Regions from separate parts of the Mus musculus genome. Here regions 1, 3, 4 and 5 are each linked to region 2. The links are chromatin contacts, called in public HiChIP or PLAC-seq and promoter capture Hi-C maps. All regions are on one chromosome and are shown on one strand. The core of a region is the stretch at or near the end of the contact, and the rest is flanking DNA. Distances in the headings are between cores, read along the strand shown. Region 1 has its middle 50 kb from the start of Gm52039. Region 2 holds the start of A830005F24Rik (RIKEN cDNA A830005F24 gene). Region 3 holds the start of Iars (isoleucine-tRNA synthetase). Region 4 holds the start of A930002C04Rik (RIKEN cDNA A930002C04 gene). Region 5 holds the start of Rnf144b (ring finger protein 144B).

Region 1 (2,700 bases), core at 123-2,622, 1.2 Mb after region 2:
GACTCTGCCTCTGCCTCCTGAGTTCAGGGATTAAAGGTGTGCCAACACCACCTGGCTGGTTTGTTTTGTTTTGTTTTGTTTTGTTTTGTATCTGTCTACTTACAAGCCAACAAACTACTAAGAAACGAGGAGATGTGTTTTTCGAATACCTATCATCTCCCAATTCCATTCCTCTATCTTCATCATCTAAATCTTTCCCCGTATACCCACCCAGAAAAATCTCTTCTTTCTTCTTTCTTTCCAGCCGTTGGGAGTAATGGACCCACCTGATTCCATTTTAAGATTAGAAGCCATCTTCTTACAAGATCAAAATATGTTCTATCCCCATAGCCCTCTTAATATGCAAGCCACTCATATAATTAATAACACACCATGCTGTGAACTTATACACCATTTTCTTTCCAATGCTAAGAAATTTGTGGAAGAGGATAATTGGTAAAGCAAAATATTTTTAGAAACTCCTCACAATAAACACAACCCACAGACTCCCCAGTTTGTGGAAAATCTCACCCGCCTTCCTCACTTACACTCACCAGTCTGCCTGGTTGTCTCCAGTACTCCAACCAAGCAGCAGATGGCAGCAAAACACTGTTCTAGTGGAACCGCTGCACAGGGATGCTTACAGTATGTCTCAGGAGAGCCAGTGCTCCACAGACAGGGTCTCAGACTTACCCTCATTGGTATCATTATTCTCACAGAGATGCAGAAAGAGTGACTGAAAATAAACCAATAACCTAATGACATATCACTCACCGTCAACTGTCTGATTTAACGTCATGTTGCTCCAAGGCAACTTCCCAACTTCTCAAGCCTTTTTGACCTTAAGCGACTCTTTTTCCTCAACTGTTAATGAGAAGCAGAATTTCATCTAGTCACCCCCGAGGGGATCGAGTGGATCCTGTGGGAGCCACGTGCCATCCTGCATTCAAACCACTTTTGTAGCTGCGGTGGGGTGTTCATTAACTGCCGTCTGCACCCATTTCCCTCTGAGATCAGAGCACATCTGTAAAGGAAGAGCTGTTCCAAGGCATGAGACGATTGCGTGCTCCATCTCCCTTTCTCTCCGCACCCACACAAGGGAAGGTCAGACATGCTCAATCTAGATCCCACAGTGTTGCCCTCCCGGCTCCCTGGTCAGCTGACCGTGCCTGACTCAGTTGCAGCCTCTGACAGACAATCCCAAGGAACATATTACCTTTCCTCTTGGGAACTCCCAGTGAAACAAACCAAAGAAAGATGGTGAAGAGTCTCCCAGCAGCCCAGACCAACCCCTTAGAATATCTCGTGTGGTATTCTACAGCTCTGGGAAAAGACAGTAAAGAACAGAACATCACTGCCATGGAAACGCCCACAGGGACACAGGGAAGTTGTGGGTAGCAGTAGCCCTGTGACCTGCTGGTAGGCATGGAAAGAAGAAGAGAAGAGATGGCTGACTCAGTTCCTTAGTACTCTCTCCCAGATGCTTTTAAATGCACAACCCAGATGGTATCCTATGCCGAACAAGTCTCATTGTAACTTCCACTTGTCCCAGATTCAACTTTAGACCTTAAATATCTGAAAATCCCTGAACTAGGGAGAGAAAGTGGGCTTTAGGGAGCAAAGAAATCTAGTGATTAATCCCTGTTATGTTTATGTTTGGGTCCTTGGCACAGTGTCTTACTCTGTGGCTCAGGCTGGACTGAGCCCATGCTGGCTTCAAACTCAGAATACTCCTCCTACCTTAGCTTCCTGAACGCTAGAATCACAGATGTAAGCCACCACACCCAGCTCGAAACCACATTCTTGATGTCAGATTACCTTAGGCCCCTGTCTCTGTAGCAGGTTTAAAGCTGTTCTCCATCCTCCCCCATGCTTACCATGCTTAGCAACACTGGCTCCTCCCCTTGGACCCTCTTACAGGGTTGCTGTGTAGCTCACTGTCCAGCAGCTATGCCCTCCTGACTCAGTAGAACCAACAGGTACCCTTTGTAGGGAGAGCACAAGGCAATTGGAGAGATCATTTGCTCCAAGACAAGACTATTGAGCTCAGTCTTCTTTTTTGTCCCAAGAGTGAAGTATAGAAGTAAAGAAGACAGAAGCTGGGATAGAAAAATATTGGGGCTGGAGAGATGGCTCAGTGGTTAAGAGCACTGACTGCTTAAGAGCATTGACTGAGTTCAAATCCCAGCAACTGCATGGTGGCTCACAACCATCTGTAATGGGATCTGACACCCTCTTCTGGTATGTCTAAAGACATAAATAAAGATATAAATAAATAAATAAATAAATCTTAAAAAGGAAAAAAGAAAGAGAGAGAGAGAAAGAAAGAAAGAAAGAAAGAAAGAAAGAAAGAAAGAAAGAAAGAAAATTACTAACAAGAACTGTGTGGTACCATCCACATGTAATTCTAGCTCTAGATAGAGACATGGGAGGATCAGGAGTTCAAGGCCGGTCTTAGCTACATAACAAGTTTGAGGCTAGTCTGGTTTACAGGAGACTAAAAAGGAAAGAATTACAAACAGCTACCAGGGAGGGCCACCCATCTTCTTGGGGGAGGGTGGAGGCATTTGGGGAAGTGCCACCTCTAAATACTTCTTAAAATCTACATAAAATGCTTTCCAATGAAAATGGAGAGGGTAGCCATGGCTCTTGAGGGCACCGCATCCCACACCTCACACACAGTCCTCCAAGTTACATCTCTTATCTGGGAATGACTTCTTC
Region 2 (2,700 bases), core at 86-2,585:
CTCCTTATTTCCTAGTATTATTCTTACTGATTTTATTTTTTCTTTATCTGAACAATATAGACCCATTTTACTGGCATGACATCTTTTAATTGAAAACTTGACATTCCATGTTTTTTGCCTTATCAAGTGTGGCGTGTATCCTAAGTATGCTCAAACTTAAAAAAAAATAAAATGAAGTTACTTGTAAACAATTTGATCTTTTCTAGGCTTAGTTTTGCATTTTCCTAGGTGAAACAAGAAAGGCTCGGGGGCCCCATCTTGTCTTCCTATCAAGATGAAACCATTTCCAGGTATTATGTACAACTCTGAAGGCTTTATGGCCTCATAGGAAGAGGTGTTGTTCCTCACCCCCTTTATTCCCACTGACATTTTTCCCGGGACTTTTCCCTGGGATGGCACAGCTGTGTGTCGCGTGCTGTCAGTGTTCGGTGAACGCCCGAGGAAGGAGCCACTGAACCTCTGTGGATTTCTCTGGTCCTTCGTACTGTCCTTTGAACTGAAGCTGCCTTGGTTTCCCCAGGGCCCCGGCTTCGTCTCAGGTTGACCTCCAGGTCTTGCTCGGGTCTCCCTTCTCTGTTCTGTGCCAGAACGGTTTCTCACCAGGGGAGTTCGCTGCTCACTTCGTTTATTGTCCACATCACTGATATTCCTCCATTGTTTCTGTGTGCAGTGCTTCCCCATCGGTTTCTTAGTCCATGTTGTCCTTTTAAAGCTTGTTTTATGTGGAAGACTGAATCTGGTCCCTGTTGACTTCTGCTGTTTGCCACCTCACTTTAAGAAGCAAATGGGAAATAATTTGAAAATACTGCTCACGTCAAATACTAGAAATACAATTGAAAATTCAAATTCAATTAAATTGAGTTCCGCTCAAATTCCTAGTCTTTTCGCAAAGATTTTTGTCTTTCTGTTACAACCAAGAAGTGTTTTTTTGTATGAGCAAAATAGTTTAAAACATTACACTATGAATATCTTCAAACTTAGTTTGCCCTTGTCTTTTTGTAATCATTTTTTAAAAAAAGTATTATTTTCAAGAAACAACACCCACAGTATCCACACATGCTGCAGTTTAAAACACACGACTCACAGGCACGTAAAAAAGAAAAAAAACAAAACAAACAAACAAACAAAAAACCAACCAAGATTGAATTGGCAGGAGGAAGGCATCTAGATAGCACATCTTTTTTAAAAGAATTGATTAATGAGCTTCCTTAGAAGTACGCAAAGATTACTTCGGTTTGGCTTTTCTGCTTTTTTTCTGTTTCTCTAAGATCTTACCCTGTTGTCTTGCAGTCAATGAAAGAGTCCGGCAGTGCTAGGGAGCCCCTCCTATAGTCTGAAGCTTCGGGTTGCAGCCAAGTCAGCATGGGGTGTCCTGCAGTACGCGGCATTCTGGGTATTGTAGTTCCCCCATCTCTAGCGCTGCGTGGGTAGTGAAGTGCGCGCGCGTCACCCCGGTCGGTGTACTTCCGCATCCTGCAGTCGTCACCTGTGCCTGTGGACGATTCTACTGCGGTTCTGGTGAGCGAAAGTGCAGACGTCCTCGGCTCTTGCAGATCCCTCCAGGCGGGGAAGAGTCCGGAGAGCTGGCGTGGGCCACCCACAAGGTTCAGGTGTCTGCCGCTGCTCCATCCTCGATGCGTGGAGTCTTTGGGAGTGGAATCAGCTTCTCTGCCCATCCCGGAGGAGGGTCTCGGTGAAGACCCTGGGATGGGGAGGGGGCCATGTGAGAACGGGGTTAGGGGTCCACTATCTTGTCCTAAACAAGCTACAGGTCAGTCTGGCCTGCTTCCCAGGCTATGACGCTGTAGGTGTGTCCCCTGTGTTAGTGCCAGGTCAGGGAGATTGGACCTGGGGCATCTAGATGTCACCTTTCCACCCCCGCTCTCTGTTGAGGTTTGTGAGGGATCAGAGCCATCCTCCACAGGAACAAATGTCTGAATTGGTGAGGACAGAAGTCTTGGGGAGCTGCACTCATCATGAATTTGGAAATACAGCTTGGTCGCTTGCCTTGCGGGGAAAACATACAGAATTGCCTGGCTGAATGCAACGGCAAAGACCAAGAGACTAGAGCTAGTCTTGAAGTTTGGAGTCTTGGTGTGTGACAAGGCTTGTGTGTGTGGTGTGTATGTGTGTGCGCGTGCGTGCCTGTGTGTATATGTGTGTAGGGGGGAGTGGGGGTGGCCTTTTTACACATTGTGGGCTAATGACCTTGTGTGGCTCCCTTGAGCTCTGGGATCTTCCAAGAGCCTGGAGTGATGTAATGGGAAGAGACATTTCCCCCATGACCCAGGGCTTGTTGGCTCCCTGAATTTCTGGCGGTGTAGCCTGGTTTCTCCTTTTCTCTTTAGTTCTCTGATCTATATATACAACTCATTTTGATTATATTCACCACTGAAAATTCTGTCCCCAGTCCACCTATCTTTGTGACCTATCTTTCTTTTTTGTTTCAAAACCCTTTAAGACTAACTTATGCTGAATTCAATATTCTTGAATATTTCATTGGATTGTTATTGGCTTACCTCGGGCTATATACTCTTAGAGAAACCCTTCTCCTCCTCTCCCAGCAGCTAGTAATTGCCGTAGCTTGGTACTAGGTATTTGGTGCCGAACTCTTGTCTCTGTGCTGAGATTTGTTCTGGTTTGGGCTTGCACGGGTCTTGTGCATGGTGTTGTAACTGCAGTGAGCTTGTATGTACAGTT
Region 3 (2,700 bases), core at 117-2,616, 1.2 Mb before region 2:
CACAAAAATGGCATTTCATTGTCACTCTGGGTGTCTCTTCAGAGGAACAAGTGACTAAGACATCATCATCATCAACAACAACAACAACAAAACACAAGCCAGTCAAACAGAAACGCCCCTCCACATCCACGGGGTACTGGATTCAGGATCTGTTGGAACACCCAAATACAAGGATGCTTAATTCTCTTATAAACATAGTATTAGCCTATAATTTACATGCATCTGCCGGTGTATTTTAACTAATCTTTACTTATCCTACCTAATACATTTAAATCCTAGATACACAATTGCTATACTATATTGCTTAGGAAATAATGACCAAGACATTACGTTTGTACACGTACAGTACATGTCACTACTACAGACCTAACCACATAGCATGAGCACTGGCTGGTTGAAAGCCCAGATGCAGAACTAGTAGTTAGAGAAGACCAACTCTATACTTTCTACCTATACACTGAGAAACAAAAGAGCAAGTCTCAGATACACTAGTTTGCATTCTGTGAGTTTCTCAATGATTTCGGCTTATTTCTCTAACACAGTAAAAAAGAGAACAAATTCATGAGGTTGAAAACGAAGTTATTCTCTCACATATTCATCACGCACACGTCCCAAGCCAAAATGACAACAACGACCCCCTCATCTTCTGTCCAGACAGGATAGATTTATATAAACCTTGGAGTATAATCTCTGCCCACCTTCAGTCCAAGCCTATAGGAGACCCGGATAAGTTATCTCTTCACACCTCCAAACCCCAATAGTTTGTTCTGTAGGGCCGCCAACAGTGAGCTTAAACTGCATTAGCAGATTCTGTGAGCCCAGGACAAGCGTGCAGCGCATAACCTACCTACCTTGGTACCGAGAGATAAGTACACGCGAATCCCAGCACAGTTGGGAGAAGCCCAGACTCCAGAAAGACTCCTAGGTTAGTTCTTTTAAAACACCTAACTTGGCAGTGACCTCAATCAGATTCCGATCTTCTCTCGGATACTATGTCACGCTGCATTCTCACAACTCCCTGCTCATAAGCCACCAAGGTCCCACTAAGTGAAGGGGGTACTTCTAAGGATCTCAGTCCTCCACCCAACGAGTCAGGCCAGAATCTGCGGGCAGCTCTGAGTTCTGCAATGTTACTCTCCCTCCACGAAAGCTCTCTGGAAATAGCTTTGTGCCCGCAGCTCACTCACAGTGAGAAGCAGCGTGCTCCTTTTTCACCGCCTCGTGCTGTCTGGAGGTTGTTACACGGGCGGGCCTCACTCTGCGGCCCAGAAGGACAAGAGGGTGCGGCTTACCTGGGAACCCGGAGAGCTCGCTCAGGTTGCAGCCTGCGACCACGTTCCGCGTCTGGAGGTGATGCAATACTGACAGTGCCAGGCTCAACCCCTCCGCGGCGCCCAATCAGCGTGTGCCATCCAACACCTACAAACAACACGTGTGGCGATTGGTCCGTGCATAACTGCAGAGCAGGATGGGAGCGTCCCTGCAAAGGAAGGAGAAGACGCTCCAGAGCCCTAACCCGGCAAGTCAGTGGCTACTCAATGTGGCAAAGTTTTTGCCTTCTAAGTCTTGGCCTATGAACGAGAGACACCCTTTCGTCCTGGGTCCATATGTCAGTACTCTCTCTCTCTCTCTTTTTTAAAAGGGTTTGTTTATTTGTACACAGTCTCCTGCCTGCATGTATTCGTTGTAAGCCAGAATGGTGAAAGCTTGGGGTTGAACTGGAGACCTCTGGAAGAGCAGCCAGTACTCCTAACCTCCGAGCCATCTCTCCAACCCCAGTATTCTTAAATATATGTCAATATATGTGAATATTATTAAATATATGTGAGTATATTTGAGATCTGGACATTTGACGCCATATAAAATTAGTTTAGACTCAGGGTCTCTTGTATCTCCTGCTGGCTCCGGAACTCCTAAGCAGCTAAGGAATGACCTTGAACTGCAGAACTTTCTGCCTCCACAATGGGAGTTACAGAAATGTTCCATCACGCCTGTTTTTATATGGTGCGGTGGATAAGCCGGCCATTTGTGCACCATAGCCACACACTGCCAACTGAGTTAGATTCCCAGCTGTGATGGCATCTAAAATTTATGCTACATATGAAACTTCTGACAAGTGACTCCCACAATTATTTTGGGAACAGTACATATTAACCTGGAGACTACTAACCATGTGGTAAATGGCAAGAGAAGGGAAGAGGGTCTGACAATAATCTGAACCCTTTATTGAATGTCATTGCAATGGTTCTTTTCATTTCAAAATTTTGCTTATGTATCATTACATATCTACTTAGTACCCTTCGGATCCGGCCTAGAACAAATGAGAACGTTGACACCAGTCTGTGAAAGTAAGTTTTGGCCTTGATAAATTGACAGCGTTAATTAGGTAAATAAGTGCCTATTTTATTAATGACAGAAAAACAAAAACAAAAAAACGGATTTGGCCTAAATGAAGTAGAAATCTCGGCGAGTTTTAGAACATTTTGATAACTGTTGAGTGTTTTATTCAACAGTTCTAGGCCCTATGGTGTCGAAAATTAGATGCAGTGTTTGCCTGTGCTTCTTGCTTTCTTAATTATGAGTATCCTTATTAACCAGAAATATTTGGAGTTTTTAAGCTTTGCATTCTTTAAATTGCCAATTGGTTCACCTCATGTTTATCCTCTGATCAGCGTGCAGAAATAGAACAAAGGTCCCTGC
Region 4 (2,700 bases), core at 135-2,634, 1.4 Mb after region 2:
CAGACTCCGCTGTACCCAAAGGCCTTCTGAGGGACAAGCCACTTGCTTTAGGTTTGGAAAAGACAAATAATTGCTCTCAATTGCTTTTTAAAATGAAGAGGCAGCTTTCAAAACTTTCCAGTGAGCTCTATGAATAATGAACCGGTCCATCCTCGCACTATAAAACTCTGTGGGCCGGGCATGGTGGCGCACGCCTTTAATCCCAGAACTCGGGAGGCAGAGGCAGGCAGATTTCTGAGTTTGAGGCCAGCCTGGTCTACAGAGTGAGTTCCAGGACAGCCAGAGCTACACAGAGAAACCCTGTCTCGAAACAACAACAACAACAACAAAACAACTCTATGGAAGCAGAATGAAGGTGATTGGGTTGGTATTGATACCCGTGTGCCGCAAAATAGAAAAGCGTCAGCTAGGAAAGGGCTAGTGTACTGTAATCTGGGTGTAATCGCGCGTTTATTTTTGGTATAGACCTTGTATAGTTACATATTTTTCCTATTCACTGAAACAGTTCAGCAAGGAGGAAGGGATAGAAGGAAGGGATGACAGGAGCTACAGAACAGAAGTAAGCTGTTCTAGGGAGGTACTGCACCAAAGAGCCACTGCAGATAACAGCTGGGTACGTCTTAAGCCTTAAGGAAACGGAAGATGTGGAGGCTGGGAAAATGGCTTGGAGGTTAAGAACACTTGCTCTCACAGAGGACTAAGCATTCCCACCAGATGGCTCAGAACCACTCATGACTCCAGTTCCAGGGGATCCAATGCCCTCTCCTGGCCTCCCTCCCTGGGCACCTGCACACTTGTGTGCGCGCACAAATACAGTCACATAGATAAAAGCCAAATAGACCATTAGAAAAGGAACTGATGACTGAGCACACTAATACCTAACCTGATTTAAATACGTAATAGAAACACTTATTAAATGACCGTATAGGACCCCAATGGCTATGAACAATTTTTACAATCTGTAATCAGTGAAGTGACCTTAGTTCTGATTTTCTCTGGGCTGTTGAGTTTCACTGGTCTTCGTTTTCTTCCTTGGGTGCTTATATCTTGCTTGTTGGCTCAGAGAGGCTGCTTTGTAATCAGAAGTTATTCTATAAGCAATACTACTTTGAATAAATGAGTAAGCTACACCATTCTGCAAAGAGAGGAGGAGGGGGAGGGGCGTAAGTGTTATCTTCTCATTTGCTCGCTCATTCATCCTTTCGTGGGTGTGAGCGCGAGCGCGCTAACTATAGACTGTGGAGGTGGTTAAGAAAATAAGCAGAACTCTAGGTAGAGTCATCGGAAAAAGCCTGCCTGCAAAAGCAGCTACAGCTAAACTCCTACAGAATTAAAGCCAACCAACCCCGTGAAGAAGAGGGAGGGAGAGGCCGCATAGGCCCTGGTATACACGTGACCAGTGGCTGGGACTCAGGAAGAAAGAGGTGGAGTGGAACTGTAGGGAAGGGAATTAGAGAGATAAGCAAGAATCAATTCCTTCTAGAGTGCGAGAGACCATGTTTAATTTCAAGACGAGACTGTAACGTGGAACAAGAAGTCATCCGATTTACAGTTTAAGCTGACCGATCTTACTGCGTAGGGGCAGAAGGTAAGCTGGTCCTCTCTGGCTTCGTTTGTCCTTGTCACCAAGCCCTGCTTCTCTTGTCACTTTCAGCCCTGCCGTTGCTGACCCTGATCCCTGCAGCCTTAGATCCTGACAACACAGCATCCAGCTGGGGTGGGAGGTGTCTGGTGACACTCTTTCAGCCCCACCCCCACCCCACCCCAAACCTCTGCATTCTTCACCGTGTGGATCAATCTGAGCTAGCACCTTCATTTTCTGAAGGCCTGGCCACATTAGGCCCAACACATTTTATTCTCTGTCCTAAAATTCCTATCCTTGGAAGGACCAATCCCTATTCTCTCAAAACTGCCACCTCCATCACCCCTAAACTTACCTCCTAGTTCAAACTTGGTACACTGTTCAGTACTGCTGCTGGCTGTGTCATGGTATTTCCTTTGCAAATGAATCATAAAATGTCACCTGTCGGGGCCAGGCACACACCTTTAGTGCTGGCACTCTGGAGCGAGAGGCAGGCGGATCTCTGTGAGTTTGAGCCAGCTTGGTCTACATCATAAGTTCCAGGACAGCAAAGCTATGCCTCCAAAATATAAAGTGTTTTGTGTGGGTTGGGTGAGGTGCTATGAGCACGGCTGGAATATGTGTTAGAAGACTTCCATAGCGTGGGTGAGGCCCTGGGTTCTATTTGGAGGAGGGGTCAGGGCGGGGCTTAACTTATTCCTGGAACCCAAGGGATAAAGAACTATGGCTGCAATTATTTCACCTCCATATTTGTGCACATGAGCCTCCCTCTCTCCCTCTCCTTACCCCGCCACGCACACACTAACTTTAAAAGCAAAGTTTGCCTTTACTTGCTCCATTTACTTTTATTAATTACAGCTTCAGGGAACCCATCGCCGCCTCTGACCTCCGAGGGCACCAGGCATTCGAGTGGTGTGCGGACAAGACACCCATGTAGACCAAAGCAACTTACGGGAGGAAGGGTATAATTCCAGGTGCAGTCCATCATTTGGGGGAAGTCCTGGGAGAAGGGACCTCAACACATCACATCCATAGTCAGAAGCTGAGGCCTGTGTGTGCTCGGCTCACTGACCCCATTTTTACACCATCCTGGATCACAGTCACAGTGCAGCCCCTCC
Region 5 (2,700 bases), core at 133-2,632, 1.3 Mb after region 2:
CCTCCTCCCTCCCTTTCTCCCTCCTTCCACTACTTCCAACTTGATGCCCACTGCAAAGCAGAAAATGCTAACCGCGGTGCCCAAGGGCAGGCTGTGGGGTGGAGAAACTGGTAGCTTTGCACTTCATTACACAGCTATCTCCAAGTGGGTTTGTGGGTCTGCTTTAGATTTCTTTCCCTTTTTTTTCTCCCTCTCTTTCAGTTCAAGGTAGTTTCGGAAACACTTAAGGGTATGATGCCCATGAGGAAAAGGAGTGAGGTTTACAAAGAGCCAGTGAGGAGGAGGAGGGACCCAGCGAGGGATCATCTGTGAATGGAAGCAGAGAGCTAGAGACTCACCTCAGGGGAAGCTGCGGCAGATACTTTAACTGCCAACAGCCCCGTGAAGGCTGGCTGGGCTCCTTTTGCCTCTTGCCCACACCCTAAAAACTGAGTCATCTCAAAGTTCATTTATTTTGCTTCTGGGCAGAGACACCCCTCAGCCGCTGCTTCAGAAATGCTGAGGACCATGTCCTTCAGGCCATACCTCCTGCGCTAAAACCGACAGAAGTGCCTAGCCAGAAGCCCCGTGGTAAGGGTTCCAGCTCGGGTTTTGATAAGGTCGCTGGGGCTGAAAGTGCGAAGAAAGAAACCAGTGGAAACATACAGAGAACTGTCTTCTGAGAATTCGGCAAGGGGTGTGTGTGTAAGATTAACAGCAGAATCCCCGGAAAGGGCCCTGGGAGGAGCTCGCCAAGATACCCTTCCTGGGTGAAAAAACGGGATCAGTTTCATTCTAACATCAACTTGAAAACAGGGCAGAGCCTCTCTCTCTCTTATCAGCAATTACCTGATAAAAAATAATCACCATAACGTATAGCCCAGAATCCACGGTTAACGTAACGTATTATTCATAGCTTTGTGTGTCAACATACTACTGTGCATTTCCAAATAACAGAAGGTAGACAGCCAACTGTCTCTCCCGGAGACACACCAGAGGACTGATCCGATATGCAGTTTATGATAAGGTCTATAGAGATCACTCTATTAGAAAGTAAACTGATTTGTTTCGACCTTTTCAAAAGCACTTATTTTAAAAATAAATAAAGTTAACAGGTGTTTGAAGCATTGGAATGCATGCAGTTCTGCATGGCTTAAGCCCTGGAAATAGAATTTAGCCATAACCACCGGGTAGCCTCGGTCCCGTCCCTCTCCGTATTTTAGCTAGCAGCCTTCTTGGCTTGCAGCGCCTGTATCCTGCGCACTAGCACCCCTTCTAGACCTACCTGGCTGGAGCTGAAGTCCTCAGGCTGCTTGGCGTCTCTCTAGCAGGTCCAGCCTGGGCCAGCCGGGGCAGCGGGCACACCGCGGAGGAAGGGCTCTCTCATTCTCTTCCCTCTCCCTGAGTGCTCCGCCCGGCTGACAGCTTTACACTTTTGCAGGATTGCCACAGGACTCCACGCCCAGACCTACAGCTCGGGAAGAGGAGGAGTCCCTCTCCGCCTCCTTGTCTTGACAGGCAGGAACCTTGCAGAACCAGCCAGCAGCTCGGGGCGCGCAGCAGCCAGAGCGTTTATTTATACAGGAAGCTCGGCGCCGCACTTCCTACTTCCCATCTGGGTCGCACTTCGACTGCAGGTGATGGCCTTAACCCTGTCCGATCCCATGCAGGCAGAGCGCAGAGCAGTGGCTCTCAGGTCGGGGACCTGGCGTTGCCCCAGGAATCCTGCGCCGGGTGTGAGCAGCACCCCCCACTGCGCTTCCTCCTGCTCACCCGCAAGCTTCACCTTGCTTGGCCTGCAGCTCTTGCAGTCTCTGTGTGTCTTCACAGGCCACCTTTCCTCTTCTTCTTTTAACAGCCCTTGACTTGCCTGCTCACCTCCCTCAAACCCTTCCTACCCCCACCACCATCACCCTCCGCGCGACCCACCTCAACTCAAGTGTGTACTTTAGCTGTCCAAGTGCATCTGATGTGGGCAAATCAAGTTAGAAGCCTTAGTATACTTACAGTGATTTCACTTCAAGTGCTTTGTCAATAAAAGACGTGAGAAGCACATGTAAGGTAACTAGTTATATTTTCACTTAATGGAAATCCAACAGCTATTCCAGAAAACAGGAGTAGCAAGCCGCCATGACAGCGGATGCTTAATTATTACTGTGTTTTTAATAAATGGCAAACCCTCACTCTCACTGCCAGCCCCTACAGGTCACAAGAACAAGCCCAAACCTGTTGAACATTGCAGTTTTGAAAGATCTCTGGCACAGGGATTTTTCTGTGGGCTTTCTGCAACCTTCCTTTCCTTTAGCAGCTAAGGTCAGGATGTACTTCCTGAAGGGAATGGGGCTCACAGATGCTTCCTGGGACAGGTAAACGGGTGCTGTAAGGAAGCAGTCCACCTCTCAGCTGCTGGGAAAGCCCAGTTCAGAACACCGTGCGCATGCGCATGCCCCTATATGTAAAGCTAGAGGGGAAGAGAGGGACTGCAGACAGTAGAATACACAATAGGGACCTAAAGGTCTGAGTGGTACTTGCCTTTAATCCCAGCACTCAGGGAGGCAGATCTCTGAATTCGAGGCCAACCTGATCTACAGGGTGAATTCTAAGACAGCCAGGGCTACACAAAGAAAGCCTATCTTGAAAAACAAAACACAAAAAAAGGAACCTAAAATCATACAACCAGAAGACATTTGAGCTTGCAAAGTCCTAGTTATTTTAACCCAA

What was found. Promoter capture Hi-C pulls out the DNA fragments that hold promoters and counts their contacts. HiChIP or PLAC-seq counts read pairs in DNA pulled down with a chosen protein or histone mark.
Region 1: a contact with region 2 is called in an H3K4me3 HiChIP or PLAC-seq map of bone marrow-derived macrophages, with 6 times the contacts expected there. The contact joins the enhancer-like site here to the promoter of A830005F24Rik in region 2. A contact is called at or near these places in 11 of 39 promoter capture datasets (the 3T3-L1 cell line, cranial neural crest, embryonic stem cells and 6 more), 1 of 115 datasets of contacts at active chromatin or transcription factors (bone marrow-derived macrophages) and 3 of 9 other capture datasets (adipose tissue, embryonic stem cells and liver).
Region 3: a contact with region 2 is called in a promoter capture Hi-C map of pre-B cells, with 4 times the contacts expected there. The contact joins the promoter of Iars here to the promoter of A830005F24Rik in region 2. A contact is called at or near these places in 3 of 39 promoter capture datasets (liver and pre-B cells), 2 of 115 datasets of contacts at active chromatin or transcription factors (bone marrow-derived macrophages and thymic regulatory T cells) and 1 of 9 other capture datasets (liver).
Region 4: a contact with region 2 is called in a promoter capture Hi-C map of hippocampal neurons, with 11 times the contacts expected there. The contact joins the promoter of A930002C04Rik here to the promoter of A830005F24Rik in region 2. A contact is called at or near these places in 9 of 39 promoter capture datasets (the 3T3-L1 cell line, 3T3-L1-derived adipocytes, the C10 cell line and 5 more), 1 of 115 datasets of contacts at active chromatin or transcription factors (VIP interneurons) and 2 of 9 other capture datasets (embryonic stem cells and liver).
Region 5: a contact with region 2 is called in a promoter capture Hi-C map of liver, with 3 times the contacts expected there. The contact joins the promoter of Rnf144b here to the promoter of A830005F24Rik in region 2. A contact is called at or near these places in 4 of 39 promoter capture datasets (cranial neural crest, hippocampal neurons and liver) and 2 of 115 datasets of contacts at active chromatin or transcription factors (SST interneurons and embryonic stem cells).

Annotation. Positions count from the first base shown.
Region 1 is chr13:47,286,538-47,289,237 of GRCm38.p6, reverse strand. No RefSeq gene overlaps it. Among named protein-coding and RNA genes, the nearest start is that of Gm52039, 50 kb to the right of the region's middle. Within about 2 kb of position 1,372, at least 7 of the 459 cell types and tissues checked have an H3K27ac peak or open chromatin away from gene starts, as enhancers often do. A contact at or near this core is called in bone marrow-derived macrophages, where this site is marked.
Region 2 is chr13:48,512,205-48,514,904 of GRCm38.p6, reverse strand. It overlaps A830005F24Rik (RIKEN cDNA A830005F24 gene), which reads right to left and starts at 1,335. Exons shown (of 2, transcript NR_165458.1): 1 at 1,276-1,335; 2 at 66-771. Zfp169 (zinc finger protein 169) reads left to right here and starts at 1,469. Exons shown (of 5, transcript NM_026450.3): 1 at 1,469-1,610.
Region 3 is chr13:49,680,796-49,683,495 of GRCm38.p6, reverse strand. It overlaps Iars (isoleucine-tRNA synthetase), which reads right to left and starts at 1,366. Exons shown (of 34, transcript NM_172015.3): 1 at 1,293-1,366.
Region 4 is chr13:47,147,354-47,150,053 of GRCm38.p6, reverse strand. It overlaps A930002C04Rik (RIKEN cDNA A930002C04 gene), which reads left to right and starts at 1,384. Exons shown (of 3, transcript NR_126083.1): 1 at 1,384-1,588; 2 at 2,441-2,556. It also overlaps a transcript of Rnf144b not described here.
Region 5 is chr13:47,192,685-47,195,384 of GRCm38.p6, reverse strand. It overlaps Rnf144b (ring finger protein 144B), which reads right to left and starts at 1,382. Exons shown (of 8, transcript NM_001170643.1): 1 at 1,265-1,382.